Linked DNA regions of Mus musculus: regions 1 and 3 are each linked to region 2. A link is a contact called in public promoter capture Hi-C data. All regions are on one chromosome and are shown on one strand. The core of a region is the stretch at or near the end of the contact, and the rest is flanking DNA. Distances in the headings are between cores, read along the strand shown. Region 1 holds the start of Trappc12 (trafficking protein particle complex 12). Region 2 holds the start of Rnf144a (ring finger protein 144A). Region 3 has its middle 83 kb from the start of Gm25564.

Evidence for each region. Promoter capture Hi-C pulls out the DNA fragments that hold promoters and counts their contacts.
Region 1: a contact with region 2 is called in a promoter capture Hi-C map of pre-B cells, with 2.3 times the contacts expected there. The contact joins the promoter of Trappc12 here to the promoter of Rnf144a in region 2. A contact is called at or near these places in 4 of 39 promoter capture datasets (cranial neural crest, liver and pre-B cells) and 2 of 115 datasets of contacts at active chromatin or transcription factors (astrocytes and pro-B cells).
Region 3: a contact with region 2 is called in a promoter capture Hi-C map of hippocampal neurons, with 15 times the contacts expected there. The contact joins the enhancer-like site here to the promoter of Rnf144a in region 2. A contact is called at or near these places in 6 of 39 promoter capture datasets (cranial neural crest, frontonasal cranial neural crest, hippocampal neurons and 3 more), 2 of 484 Hi-C or Micro-C datasets (cerebellum and muscle stem cells) and 4 of 115 datasets of contacts at active chromatin or transcription factors (astrocytes, embryonic forebrain, large pre-B cells and 1 more).

What each region holds. Positions count from the first base shown.
Region 1 is chr12:28,747,680-28,752,147 of GRCm38.p6, reverse strand. It overlaps Trappc12 (trafficking protein particle complex 12), which reads left to right and starts at 1,748. Exons shown (of 12, transcript NM_178811.5): 1 at 1,748-1,986. Eipr1 (EARP complex and GARP complex interacting protein 1) reads right to left here and starts at 329. Exons shown (of 9, transcript NM_201357.3): 1 at 144-329. The coding sequence starts at 185.
Region 2 is chr12:26,412,736-26,417,365 of GRCm38.p6, reverse strand. Rnf144a (ring finger protein 144A) reads left to right here and starts at 2,104. Exons shown (of 10, transcript NM_001081977.2): 1 at 2,104-2,265. Mir6538 (microRNA 6538) reads left to right here and starts at 2,356; the gene lies at 2,356-2,465.
Region 3 is chr12:28,431,034-28,435,660 of GRCm38.p6, reverse strand. No RefSeq gene overlaps it. Among named protein-coding and RNA genes, the nearest start is that of Gm25564, 83 kb to the right of the region's middle. Within about 2 kb of position 3,095, at least 68 of the 459 cell types and tissues checked have an H3K27ac peak or open chromatin away from gene starts, as enhancers often do. A contact at or near this core is called in cerebellum, embryonic forebrain and hippocampal neurons, where this site is marked.

The DNA.
Region 1 (4,468 bases), core at 499-2,998, 2.3 Mb before region 2:
CCTCACTTGGCCACACTCCCTGCGCGTACCCTCTCCCCAAATCCGGGCCTTGAAGCCCAGAATCCTTGGAACCAGACTGAGTGTGGGCGCTCTCTGGTGAGGGCCAGGCACAGGCGGCACCTCACCGACTCCGCCATGCTCACCTGGAATTCCAGCCCGTAAATCACCGGGGCGTCGTCTTCCATGATACTCTGCCTACCCAGCTACTCACGCCTCAGAGCTCGAGTCCCCCCTCACCAGGGATCGCTCAGAACCCATTCATTCCCCGCCTGAAAAATGGACTACGAGACCCAGACCGGCTCCCTGACGGCTCACTTCCTGTTTTCTTCGTCGCGTCATCAATACGCTCCTCCCCGGTGGCCAATGGCAGCTGGGCCTTTATTCTGCGCATGCTCATTTGGCCTTTCATGAGACCCAGCAGCTACAGGAGATCCTGGGTTGGAAGGCCGGGCCCGGAGCAAAAGCAGCGGGAATGGACGTCCATCAGGGCGGCGCTCTTATCCTGCGCTGCTCCCTCAAGTTCCAAAGATCTGAGCCCTAAAGAGAACAGTTAACTTGGCATTATGGTTGGCAGAGCTTTACTCCTAAACCGTGGTCCTGAGCACCAGAGCACTGCCCAACCCACTGCCAGGACCTTCGATCCAGCCTCAGAAGCAGGCTCTTAGATGTCCATTTAAAGATAAGATGCTGCAAGCTTGAGTCAAGACTGTGGTGATGGTGTAAGTGGGCAGTGACATACAGCGAGCGGTGTGCACTTCACGTAACCACCCAGTCCTGCACAGAGACACAACTAAGCCCACGATCTAAACTGTCCAGAGCTCTCAGAGACAGAAGGCTCTAGGACCTGGCATGGAAAATACTGCAAGAATGCACCATAGGAAATGAACTGTCTTGGTTCTATGAAGTTCTGGATCTCCACACGCGTTTCTTCTGTGTTTTGACTTTGCCATTATCTCTTGACTGACCTTCATGACAGCAGTTTCTGTGATGCTACCATTAGCCCCCTTAGTAGTCATCCATTGCCCACCTTTGTCTTACCTTGACTTTCTGATAAAACCTCTGGCAACTAGCTTCCACCGATCCCAAAGCTATGAAAGTCATGAGATAGCACCTGAGACCTACCCACCTACCCACTGCTTCCGAAGTGTGCTTAAGAAGTAGGTATTTTTGGTTGTTACTGTAAAACTTCATCAAATTGTTATCATGTAGGGCAGAATCTACGGTGACCTGAATCTATGTTCCCAAGCTATAGTCACTCACAGAATAAATTCTTCTTCCCTTTGAGATGAGAGCTGTGTTTTTACGTTGTCATAGAAATGTGACACAGAAAATCAAGAAAGCAAGGTTCTTGACTTGAGGACGATTCTCAACCAACCATGAGTTCAGCAAGCAAGGCTGACTCTTGACTCCTTAATTCCTCCCCGCAACTTTACGGATGTTAGCACACACTGCCACAGACACAAGGGGGGAAACGTGGAGAATCAACTAGCACAAAGATAAAATCCTAGGAAAAAACATCCTTGGTTGGTGACAGGCCCAAGGACAGACGATTTTCTTCAATCTCCAGGACCATCCTTGTCCCCTACCCAGTTTGGCCTTAGGCCCCGCCCACAGCTCTTGAGCCGGATATGCGCCCGGCTTCCAGTGGAGAGCTTAGCGGCTCCCAAACTGAGCATGTGCGGAAGTCGGGTCTCCGCGGCCAGCACACGCAGACGCACAAACGCGCGGGACCTTGGATCTTGAGTTTACTTCCGGTCTTCCGTCATCTCTTCGGACCCTTTTCGCCTGTGGGTGACCCGACCTCAGGGGCGGGTGGCAGGTGAGGAGCGGGTCGCAGTGAGGAGGGTCGCCGGTACCCTTGACCTTCCCACAGAGGGCGGCGTCCTCGCGTAATCAACCGCTCTCGGCCACGCAGAGTAGCCCCACGAGGGGCTGGCTCCTTCGGGCTTTAGCCAATTCTGTGTGCTCCCTGTGGTTTTGGACAAGGTACACACCCTCCTGACCTCGGTTTTATGTGTATAAAGTGCGGGTTCGTTAGCATGCTTAGAAGGTGCCCGTGTTACATCACCAGTGTTCGAGCTATGTTTTTGGTTTGCCCCAACTTTTGCTCCTGTCGACCTCGGTGTGTCATAGCCCCACAATAAATGAAGCACTGCAGTAAGCCAGAGTCGGGGTTAAGAGATAGAGGATGGGGTGCCATAGACATAACCTGACCACTGACGAATGAGTAGTGTTGTGTGGGAAAAGTGATTCCTTCCTGTAAGCATTCGGGAGATTGTGATGTGGAATATTTTAAGTTTGAGGTCAGTCTGGGCTAAATAGGGAGACACCCCAACCCCCTCAAAAGAAAGAAAGAATGAATAGAGTCTAAAAACTAAAACAAGGGTTGACAGGATGGCTCAGTGTCTGTCACCATTCCTGATAATCTGAGCTGCATCCACAGGACCCACACGATGGAAGAAGAGTTGTTCTTCCACATGATTGTCTTCTGACCATAAATAGACAAATGAATAAATACAGTAAGACGAGGTGTTGGTGCTGAGCCTGTATCATTTGAGAAGTAGAGGCAGGATGTTCAGGAGTTCAAAGTCGTCTTAGGCTATATAACAAATTTAAGGCCAGCTTAGGTTACCTACGACCTTGATTTATAAAAACAAACTCTCACACATATTAAAAAGCTAAATAAATGTTAAAAAAAAAAAAGTATCAGCCAGCCAGTGTGTGGTGAAATCGGAGTGTGTGTATGCTGTTGCAGGAAGGAACTGCAGGTCTGTGATTGCTCTTGGCAGTGGTGGTCCTTTTCTCTGAGCGCTCAGGAGGCACAGGCAGACTGATCTCTGAGTTCGAGGGTAGCCTGATCTACAGAGTGAGTTCCAGGACAGCCAGGGCTACTTGGAGAAACTCTCTCTTTAAAAACAAATAAGTGGTCGGGCAGTGTTGGTGCATGCCTTTAATCCCAGCAATTGGGAGTCAAAGGCAAGCAGTTTTCTGAGTTCAAGGCCAGCCTGATCTACAGAGAGAGTTCCAGGACAGGCTATACAGAGAAACCCTGTCGGGGGGCGGGGGGGAAGAGAGAGAGAGAGAGAGATCAAAGTGGTCCTTGATACATAGCAACAGTTAAGTTTACTGTGGCTTTGGGTACATAAGACCCAGTCTCAAAAGAAAAATTTGATGGCCATGATCTAGCACATTGATTTCTGGGCATTGAAATAGGAATTTGCTGTACCAAAGAATTGAAATTAGAGTCTCAAAGACGCACACACACAGACACACATCCTGTTCACAGAAGCACTGTGCACGATTGCTCGAGGCTAGAAGGAACCCAAGCATCCATTTGACAAGTAAATGGATGCGCTAACTGGCGCACGCCTGCAGTGCTGTGTTGTTACTCACCTGTCCAAGGGAAGGAAAGCCCATTGGTGCTGCGGCATGGGTGTCCTGCCGTGAGGAATGGACTGTGGTGGCTGTGCGTTCCAGTTCAGAGGACTTGGCGCTCAGGAAGCAAAGAGGGCAAATAGCACAGAGCAGGCTGGGGCAGCCGGTAGACAGCAACACCTCATGCAGTCAGGGCTTACAATAGCCAACAGAGAAGACTACCGTAGCCTGACAGAAAGAGGGGCCAAAAGGCATCATCAGGTCAGTGCTCCCAGCATGCCTCAGAGTCTGCTGGGGAAGCGGCTTCATACTGGATTCCTGAGTGGAGGGTCTGGGCAGAGCAGAGCAGTGTCCACGGATGAGCTTCACACTGGTGCCAATGGTTACCTTCTAGCTGTTCACAAGCGCTTCTTTTCACGCTCAAGATGTGTTGCTATTGTTAGCACCCAGACAAGGCCCTTGGACGGAGGACACTATGAGATAGACATGGTTGAGCCTGATGTGGGGGCAGGGACGATCCCACCTTCACGGTAAGGGCAGACAGCACTTGTTTACTGATACACTGTGTATTGCAATGGGCCAAGGATGTCATGATGAATGCCTTATGATTCTACTCACTTGAGGTCCCCAGGAAATATAAAAGATGGGAAATAGGATGGTGGTCATCTGTTTTATTAAATGGGTATAGAACTCCTGTTTTTGCAAGATGACAAAAATTCTGGAGGTTAATTGGACAATAATGAGAATGTATTAAACATTACTGAACTGTATACTTTAAAAAATGGTAGCTAAGCTGGGCAGTGGTGATGCATGCTTTTAATCCTAGCACTTGGGAGGCAGAGGCAGGCAGATTTCTGAGTTCGAGGCCAGCCTGGCCTACAGAGTGAGTTCCAGGACAGCCAGAGCTACACAGAGAAACCCTGTCTCAAAAAACCAAAAAAAAAGAAAAAAAGAAAAAGGGCTAGCAAGTTTTATGTGTATTTTATCCTAATTAAAATTAAGTAAACTAGAAAAAGAAAAACTTTTAATTTGTGCCCCTTGGATGTGGAACTATTAAACATGTGTTCCACTGAGCGATAAGATAAAAGTAGTA
Region 2 (4,630 bases), core at 855-3,354:
GGATTTCAGTGCCTGTGTAGTGGACTCAGACCATCTCCCCAGGAATAGTTACATAGCATTAGCCAGCCCGTCAGGTCACTGGTGTGACGATGCACAGGTTAGCACGTAAGGTCTGGGAGGTGTCATCTATGCATTTTGATGGGGGTGGATTTTTCACCTACCCACAGAGATTCATAGGCAGTGTGTTACCAGTCCTTTGTGTCATGGACAACACGGGAAGCCTCAGTCAAGCTGCAAGTCTTCCACTTGCTGTGAGCTTCCAGCCCCCCTCCCCCAGCAGACTCTCAATCCTTCATTCATAACTTTGCTCCCCAACCAGGCCTGGGGAGGTGTGAAAACATTTCTCTCAGAGCTCAGGCCTTCAGGCAAAACTATTTCTATCTTTCAGTGAGAGGCCGAAGCAACAAAGTGCTGTTGTTAGGATTCTTCACACTGTGTGCTTTCTTGAACAAAGGCATTTATACAGAGTCTGATGCAAGCCAAAGCTCTAGGAGGCCACGTGTGTCCTTGTTTTGTTTTGGCTTTTGCCTATTGGACATAGGCTCTCACTTATCTAGTCCAGGCTGGCCTTGACTTTGCAATCCTCCTAGCTCAGCCCTCAGAATGCTAGGCTTATTTGTGTGAGGCACGGTATCTATCAAGTGTGTGTCTTTGAAGATTTGAAACATTCAGCCCAGTAACTGGTGATGGTATCGGATGAGGGGCTGGGGAGACAGCTTGGTCACTACAGTGCTTGCCATGCAGGCCTGAGGACCTGAGTTTAATAACCAGCATCCATGTAAGAATACAGATGTGGTGCATGCTCAGCATCCTAGCACTGGATAATGGGGGTTGGGGTAGAGGCAGAAGGTCTCCTGGAACTTGCTGGCCAACAGGTCTGCATGAATTAAAGGGGTTTAGGTTCAGAATATACAGTAGAGAAAAAGAGGTGAACACCCCAGCATTGACTTTTGGCTTGCACTCACATACACATGTATAAACACAAATATGCACCTGGGAATGTAGCAGCAGACGGTAGATGGTACAGAGCTTTTAATCCTGTTTTAATTCTCTAGGGGAAAACTAGAGAAGTTGAGTTAGCAAATGGAGGCTCTCCAGTCCCCCAGCCAAAGAACGCAGTCCACAGCTGTTTGGACCCAAAGTGCTTGAGCAGAACATCTTAGGAGAGAGAGAGAGAGAGAGAGAGAGAGAGAGAGAGAGAGAGAGAGAGAGAGAGAGAGAGAGAGAGAGAGAGAACGCACACAAGTGTGGTGTGTGTGTGTATGTGTGTGTGTGTGTGTGTCTTGGATCCCCCCAAGGGCCTTCCCTAGTTAACTCCCACCTCCTGACATTCCCAGAGCCTCTCAGAAATATCTTTACCAGATGCAGACCAAGCGTTCAGAACACATGCCTGTGGGAACATTTCATTCTAGCCTTAATACATACTCAAAAGGTTCACCCATTTTTGCACGTTTGACATGAACTTCCAGGACCTACCAGAGGGATTGCAAGATAATAACTTATGGGAATTCCCATCCACTGGTGGATCTTAGGCTCTAAGGGAAAGAAACGAAATGCTTTGGCTTGTGCTTCATATATATGCACAGAGCCTCAGCCTCAGGTCCAAGCAGGTTGAGGACTCTTCTCATTCATTTGCATTATCAGAAGTTAGGGTGAAAAGATGATTCTTTCATAGTATTCATGGTAAACTACTCACAGGCAGGATAGCTGTCGGGCAGGTTCTGGCAAGTCCAGAGACTTGCTGTAATTTGCATAGACAGACTACTCTAGAGGGTCCCAGATACTTCACTGAGTGAGATTTCCAGCTTCTGACTGGTAGGGTCGGGATTTTTCACTCGTTTCTTTCTAGCTGTTGGCACTCGTTCTTCTAGTATTGAAAACAGGGGTCCAACTTCAGGAGGACTCATTGCCCCCTTGTCCCGCCACCCCCACCCCCCAACTGATCTGGGCCCTCCCTTTGGCATTGCTGGGGGCTGCTCGCCTGGTCCTGGTGCATGGACATTAAGGCACCTCTGAACGGCAGGGGGCGCTGGCGTGCAAACTGGCTCTGCCTCCCGCGCCCGCGCTTAGTGCGCGCTCGCGCCCCGTCGACCCCGCGCGCAGTTCTCAGGGCGCAGGGCGGGGAGGCATAAAGGGCGCTGCGCTGCGGGGCGGGCTGCACGCGGGAGGCTGACGGGGCAGCGGCACCCGCGAGCCGGCACCGGGCGGGGCCATCACAGCCACGCGCAAAGAGGCCGAGCGGGAGCCCGGACCGCGCGGGACCAGGTGGGTGACGCGCGCGTCCCCTTTGTGTCGGCATCGCCCGAGCGGGCCGCGCGGGATAAGGCTGTGCGGGGCTGGTTTCGGCCCCCTAACCCGTGCTGCCGGGCGGGGACCCCGCGGGCTCCGGGGCGGCGATGGGGACTATGCTCCGGGATTCCGCTGGGTGACGGCCGCGTCCTCCTGGCCGCTTGCACTTGGGGATCGCGCGCCACGGAGAAGTCTCCAGCCGCAGGCGCGGGGTGTGCTTTGCTGGAGTGGCCCGGGTGGGCGGCCGTCTGCAGGCCTTGGGTGGACTCCCGCCGTGACCTGGACATGGGCAGAGCGAGGGCGTGGGGAAGGTCGGGTCCGTTCTGGCCAGTGGCAGTCGCGAGTACCCCGCAGTGCTTAGCCGCGCCTGGCCGTGGGCATGGTCCTCTGCTAGCCTCTGGCCCAGGAGTCTCCGTGTCCCTTGTACCCCTCTTGCCCAAGGAAGTCCCCTCAGGACTCTCGTATCCCGTGCTCCGCATTGCTCCCGGTTTTCTACACCATCCGTGGAGCTCAGAGATTGTATCGCTCCTCCTGCTAAAACTGAAGGCTTCCTGGCCGCCGCCGTTGCGCGGGAAGAGGCGACTTCTTCACCCTAGGCGGGTCTCTGGTGGTCGCACTTAAAGTTTGCTCTAGTTCTTGTTTTGGTCTCTTTTTTTCAGAGAATACTTTAAAGTATACTTATTTTGAACAGTCCTACAGCCTGCTTGGTACAGGGTCAAAGGCCAAGTAACAAGGAGAGCTAGACAAGGCTCTGGGAAACCTTCCCAGGGTTCCTGTGTCCTAGGATTAGAAGGACAGTCCAATCTTGCTTAGGACAGTTCTAGGAAGGAAGGGCCTTCCAGGCGTGGTGTCTGGGAGACAGGTCCTTCTCAATGACCCCGGCCAGGGTAGTAGTTTAGACGGCTAAGAGACGCACATAAACACAGTAGCAGACAGAAGGAAAGGTGGTCAGTGTGCCCTCCGATGAGAGAGCAGAGACAGGGGCCTTTCTAAAGGAGGGATGTGGAATCAGATGACCAGTGGGGCGTAGCCAGGGTGGGGGAAAAAGCACCAGCAAAGGAATGCAGAGTGTGAAGAACCGTTCCCACGGGGTTGCCTCCTTGGCTCCCAAAGAGCCAAAGTTTCGCTCCTCTTCAGCCATACCATTGGTCTGGACTACTTTTTCCAGTGTCTTCCACAGTTTTGCTCTTATTACATTTTAAAGACTGCTAGGGAAGTATATCTGGAGGGGGTTTTGAATTGCAGGTGGAGACTCTGGACTTGGCCTCTGTTGAGTGGGACTCATGGGTGGTCTTGCAGGAGGACTACAAACAGTAAGTACTTCATGCTTCAGGGTGGCTATAGCAGTGTTAAAGGGCCAGGTGCCCCCGGTCGGGTTTTAAGTCAGACACCACCCTTTGCCATACACACCCATTTTACTTTCCAGGGGTCCAACTGACCCTTCTGGGAAAATGGGTGCATCTAATTCAGCATTTTCTGGACCCAGCACAATTTGAATTCTGGAGTTAACATTTTGATATATACACTCCTCTTTAGTTTTTTTCCAAGTGAGTTTTTGTAGGCTCCCTAGCCCAGGCTGGCCTGGAACTAACTCCCTAGGGAGCTGAACATGACCTTAAATTTCTGCAGTTTGCGCCAATGGAGTATTGGAGTGAATGGGACGGACCGCTATAATCAGTTTATGTATAATTGAGGTTTGAACACAGGGCTTTGTGTATATGAATGCTAGGCGAATACTCTCCTGTGCTTCATCTCCAGCCCCTGGACTTCATTTTTCTAAAGATGTTCTAAGTTCTCACGTCAATGCCTCTCACCCCCGTCAAGGGGGAATTACTGAAAGATAAATTCCTGAAAGAAAACACGGGTGAAAAGGAGAGTCCACAGGCCACCAGCCAGCGGAAGCTCTGGACAGTTGCATGTTAGTACTTTACAAGTGTCTTTTAAAACTCCGCTTGCAAGCTTACAGTGCCTGTTTCCAAACTGTTCCTAGACTACGTGGCTTCTCCTGGGGCCTTATTGTGGCTTGAGACTTGGAAAAGATACCACACACTGTTTTCCCAGTGCTGCCCATGTTCAGAGCTAATGCGCTGTCCTGCTTGCAGCCGTAGGGCCCCAAGCCAGGAGCCACGTTGCCTGACTGAGAATGCTGTTTTTTCCACTGTGGTTCCTAACTTGGCCTTGCTGCCTCCTTTTGTTCAAACATCTCCTAGAGGCCTCTTTCTATAGTGGCAAAGAGGGAGAGAGAGAGAGAGAGAGCTGCTGGAGCCTGTCCTGAGCCACCGAGAGGCATGGCTATAGGTGGGTCCTCAGCCCTCCTGTATGACCATGAGGACACTGTAGC
Region 3 (4,627 bases), core at 1,846-4,345, 2.0 Mb before region 2:
CCAGGATCTGTGGGCTCTGACCTCTAAGAATGTATGGCCACATTTTCAAAGATGACGATTCTACTAATTCACAGATGTTTCTATTTAGTTAATAGCAAGGTTATAGTAAAAACAAATATCATTCATATTCAATCTTCTGAGTTCTTCTCTACTTCTCTAGTTGATAAGTGAAGCACACATCCATGGGGAGAAGAGGTCAGACTGAGCTCCTGCATGGGCAGCCACACTACAGAAGGACAGGGAGACATTCCAAGAGCCAGGGCGGTTCCCTAAAGGCTTCTCCGACTTCCCCTTGTTACCTGAGAAGTTTTTACACAAAGCTAGACATATAGCCATATAAAGTAGGTAAATATAAAACATTTATTATAATAAGTTTATTTTTAAACACTTGTTTAGAGAACATATACCTTTAACGTTTATGATGACAAAAGCAAACTTGCATATTAGAGGTGGATGTGTTTATTTATTTTTAAACAGAGAATTTAATACTTGATGCTGCAGGACATGGGGCATCTTCAATGGTTTTCAGAGTTAATGGAAGTTTTGCTTTTGTGGTCACCAGTGGTGAGCACAGATTTGCCTAAACATGCAGTATGAAGGAGCGGAAGTGTGATGAGGCTCTTCTTGGAAATAGCTGGGAATTTTGTTCTATTAGGAAGCCCAGATTCAAAGAATAACTTTTAAAAAGGTAAAGAAACTCAGGTCAGTTGCTGGGGATTGGTTCTAATGCTTTGTCTTATTTCAGCTCCCCAAAAGCCACACTTCCAGACCTGAGGTCCCTGCCCCAGCTGGCTTTGATAATAAAGAATTGCCATACAGCCAATTCTTTTAGAATTGCACGGGCTGGACTTTTAGATTGCACTGGCGAGAGGGGCCAGGAGAGAGACGAGGGATGGAGATTCGCCGTGATGGGGGAAGCAGGAAGATGGAACTTAAAGGCCTGCTGGCATATAAGGATCTGGGAAAGTGGCCACTCCCCAACAGGGCGTGGGGTAGCAGAGATAAATATAGATTCTAAAAGATGTTAACACAGGAATACTGGAGAGGGAATAGCCACAGGGAAATTTAGAATTGCTCAGCTATTGAGCTAGTTAAGGCATATCAAAATTAGCTGGCCCACTCGAGTGTGTGTATGTGTGTGTCTTTCATTTGTGAATCCAGAGAGCTCTTGGATGGGTGTAGTGCATGCCTGACCCACCGGGAGCAGAAGCAGTTTAACTAATTCACAGCTACAGTCAGCAACCCAGATTAGCAATTTTTCAGGTAAAATTCTCTAATGTAATGCAACCTGAAGATACAGTCACTCGATGCATGCTAAAGAATGGTAGGGGTGTTACCAATCTTTGTTTTCCGTAATGGAAGCACTGTGTATCGACAAGCAGAAGAAACCTTGTATGTCCAGTTAAACACATGGCAGTTCAATTAAAATCTCTATTACCAATACAGCCTTGAATCGGAGCCAGGTGTGATGGCACAGGTCTTTAATCCCTCTACTAGGGAGGCAGAGGCAGGAGGATAGCCTGGTTGAAATAGTGCGACCCTGTCTCACACCCACCTGCTCAGTATTTATGAATATTGCCTGCTGGGACCACACATGCAGGGAAAAGTGAAGTCTCACGATGCTGTCTGGGAAACTCCACCATCCACACCTTGGATTCTGAATGTGGTTTTCAATTAAATTTTAGGCATTGTGTTCACAAACCTCTTATTAACATGTTAGTTCAGCCATGTGACCCCACATGAGGTCATGCCCCAAAATTTAGAAACTGTAAATTAAGCTGCTGGCTAATTACACGAGAACAAATGATCCTTTTTTAAAAATTGGATATTTTCTTTATTTACATTTCAAATGTTATCCCCTTTCCTGGTTTCTCTCCTTCTTGGAAACCTTCTATCACATCCTCCCTCTCCCTGCTTCTATGAGGGTGTTACTCCATCCACCCACCCACCCACCCATTCCGAGCTCCTCACCCTTGATTGTCCTACACGGGACATCTATCGAGCCTTCATAGGACCAAGACCTCTCCTCCCATTGATGCATGACAAGGCCATCCTCTGCTACATATGCAGCTGGAGCCATGTGTACTCCTTTGTTGATGGCTTAGTCCCTGGGAGTTCTGGGGGGTCTGGTGGTTGATATGATCTTAAAGATTGACTTCTGACCATATGATACCTTGTAGGTGTAGATGGGGGAATTTACATCCAGATCATCAAGGGGAACTGTACCGTCCTAACTGCGGAGAGTGGGCTGGGGGAGGGAGGCAAAAACCCATCACTTACAAGAGATGAGAAATCCAAACCTGGAGGCTGGTCTGAGAGGTCAGTTACTCCAAGTGAAAAAGAGTAAAGTCAATGTCTCATTCAGCCCTCATGCCGAGCTGGAAGAAAAGATAAGCTAGGTAGGTCTCCCGTCCTCCGTAAGGCCATTGACTTGGCTGAGGACTTGAGGTCATCACCCAAGAGGAACAGTGAGTCTATCCATCCCTCTATTTGGACTTCTGTCCCAAAGTCTATCTATAAAGGAACTAGGGAAGCATATTTATTCTTCACGACGGTGGGAGGCTACATGGCACAAACAGAAATTGGGAAAACCCATTTCTGGGTACTGTGGAAACTGCTGTTTGCAGCCGCCTCATCTGAATCACCATGCACCAACCCTTCAGGGTGACTGGGAGCAGTTGTCTCTGGGACATGGCCAGGCAAATGGGTCCTAGAGCAGCTCTGAGTTCTGCTTCTTTTATTCACACAGCTGGTTCGCTCCTTGGAGCCTTTAGAGTGCCGTGTGTGTGTGTGTGTGTGTGTGTGTGTGTGTGTGTGTGTGTGTGTGTGTGTGTGTGAATTCCTATAGGTTTGAAGGGTGGTATCAATGATCTGGCCTGACATCTGACAAGTATTCTCAGCCTGACATCTGACAAGTATTCTCAGCACTTATCAGTTGACTGACAAAATGTCACCAAGCGTTTTTTTTTCTTTCCTGTTTTTATCGGGCAATGCACAAGTTGACCACTGGATGGCAATGTTTCCCCACGAACGCATCTTCTCCCCGCCCCCTTCCTAGTGAGGACAAAAGCGGCTGGAAAGTGGTCCAGGTGCTGCCATTCTGAGGAGCTTTCTCCTAAGTAGCCCATTTCCTCCTGGGAAGGGGAAAACCCAGAAGTCTCACAATTCAGAATATTTTTCTCCTTTCTGCAATCTACATGCAGAGCTTTTGTGTTTTCTTTCTTTTTTATTATTTCCTTTTTTTTTTTTTATCTCGCCTAGAGAAATTTTCATTCACTGTCACCAACAGATTTATTTTCACTCTGCCTTAGAAACTGAACATTCTGTTGGACGCTGGTCCACAGGAGAGCGCGGTTTCAGACACCTCTGTAATAGGAAGCGACGGTAGGCACTGGGGAGGATCCCTACCTGTGGTCGGTGCTGTGGGAGGCTCCTGGAAGCGGCAGTGAAAACCCTGATAGTAAATGCCGCCCAAACTGCTGGTTACTTCTGGGGTTTCCAGATGCCATGTGGACACCCAGACAGTTTCCCCATCCTTCTTGGAGAGTTGCTGGGGAATTCTAAGTCACAATCGAAATTCCTTAATGCCTCAGAGCTTTCAACTGAAGTCTGAGCTGATCAAATGGCCCAGGATACGCGTTTTCCCCTCGGCTCTTCCCTTTGTGCTTTGGGCACCTTAAGGTAGCATGAAGGGTCTTAAAGATGGGTTGGGCTGAGCCTTGCTCTGACTGCCTAGGCTTGTGCTTGTTCTTTGTGGCTTTCATGCAGTGCCTTGGGACCTAGAAAGGGACAATCTAAAGGCTGGAAGGAGCTTGAGAGTTTAGCCACTTCAGCTCTATTCTGTGTGTTTGTGTGTGTGTTGCATGCATGTGGATGTGCGAATGTGTGTGCAGGCACATATGGATGCCAGACCAGTTGGCTGTTTTCCTCTCTCACCTTTTCCTTTTCTTCCCTCCCTCCCTCCCTCCCTCCCTCCCTCCCTCCCTCCCTCCCTCCCTCCCTCCCTCCCTCCCTCCCTCTTTCTCTCTCTCTCTCTCTCTCTCTCTTTCTTTCTTTCTTTCTTTCTTTCTTTCTTTCTTTCTTTCTTTCTTTCTTTCTTTCTTTCTTTCTTTCTTTCTTTCTTTCTTTCTTTCTGACAGGGTCTCTCTGTATAGCTATCACCTTTTATTAAGGCAGGGCCTCCCACTGAATCAGAAGCTCAGGCTGTCTTGACAGCTCTTCTTTTGGATCCTTGGGATCCTACAATGCTGGCTTTACTGGTGCACTTAGCAAAGCCTAGTGTTTTCTTGGGTGTTGGGATTTCTACTCAGGTCTTCGTGCTTGCAGACCAAGTGTTCCTGCCTACTCAAGCCATCTCCCAAAGGCCCAGGTCCTTTGAGTTTTACATTTTAACTTTATTCTTTGGCAATTTAACACACTAAACAATGTTGTGCAACAATATATACCCCCATTCCCCTCTCCAATCATTCTAGATACCATCTCCCACATGTCCTTACAAACTTCATCTCCTCCCAGCTCTGCCTTCTCCTCCTTCCTCCCCTCTTTTCACCCACTGAGTACAATTCTTGTCACATGCTTAAGACAAGTTACATGTCACATACTGCTTACATTCTTAAGGCTATGGGGT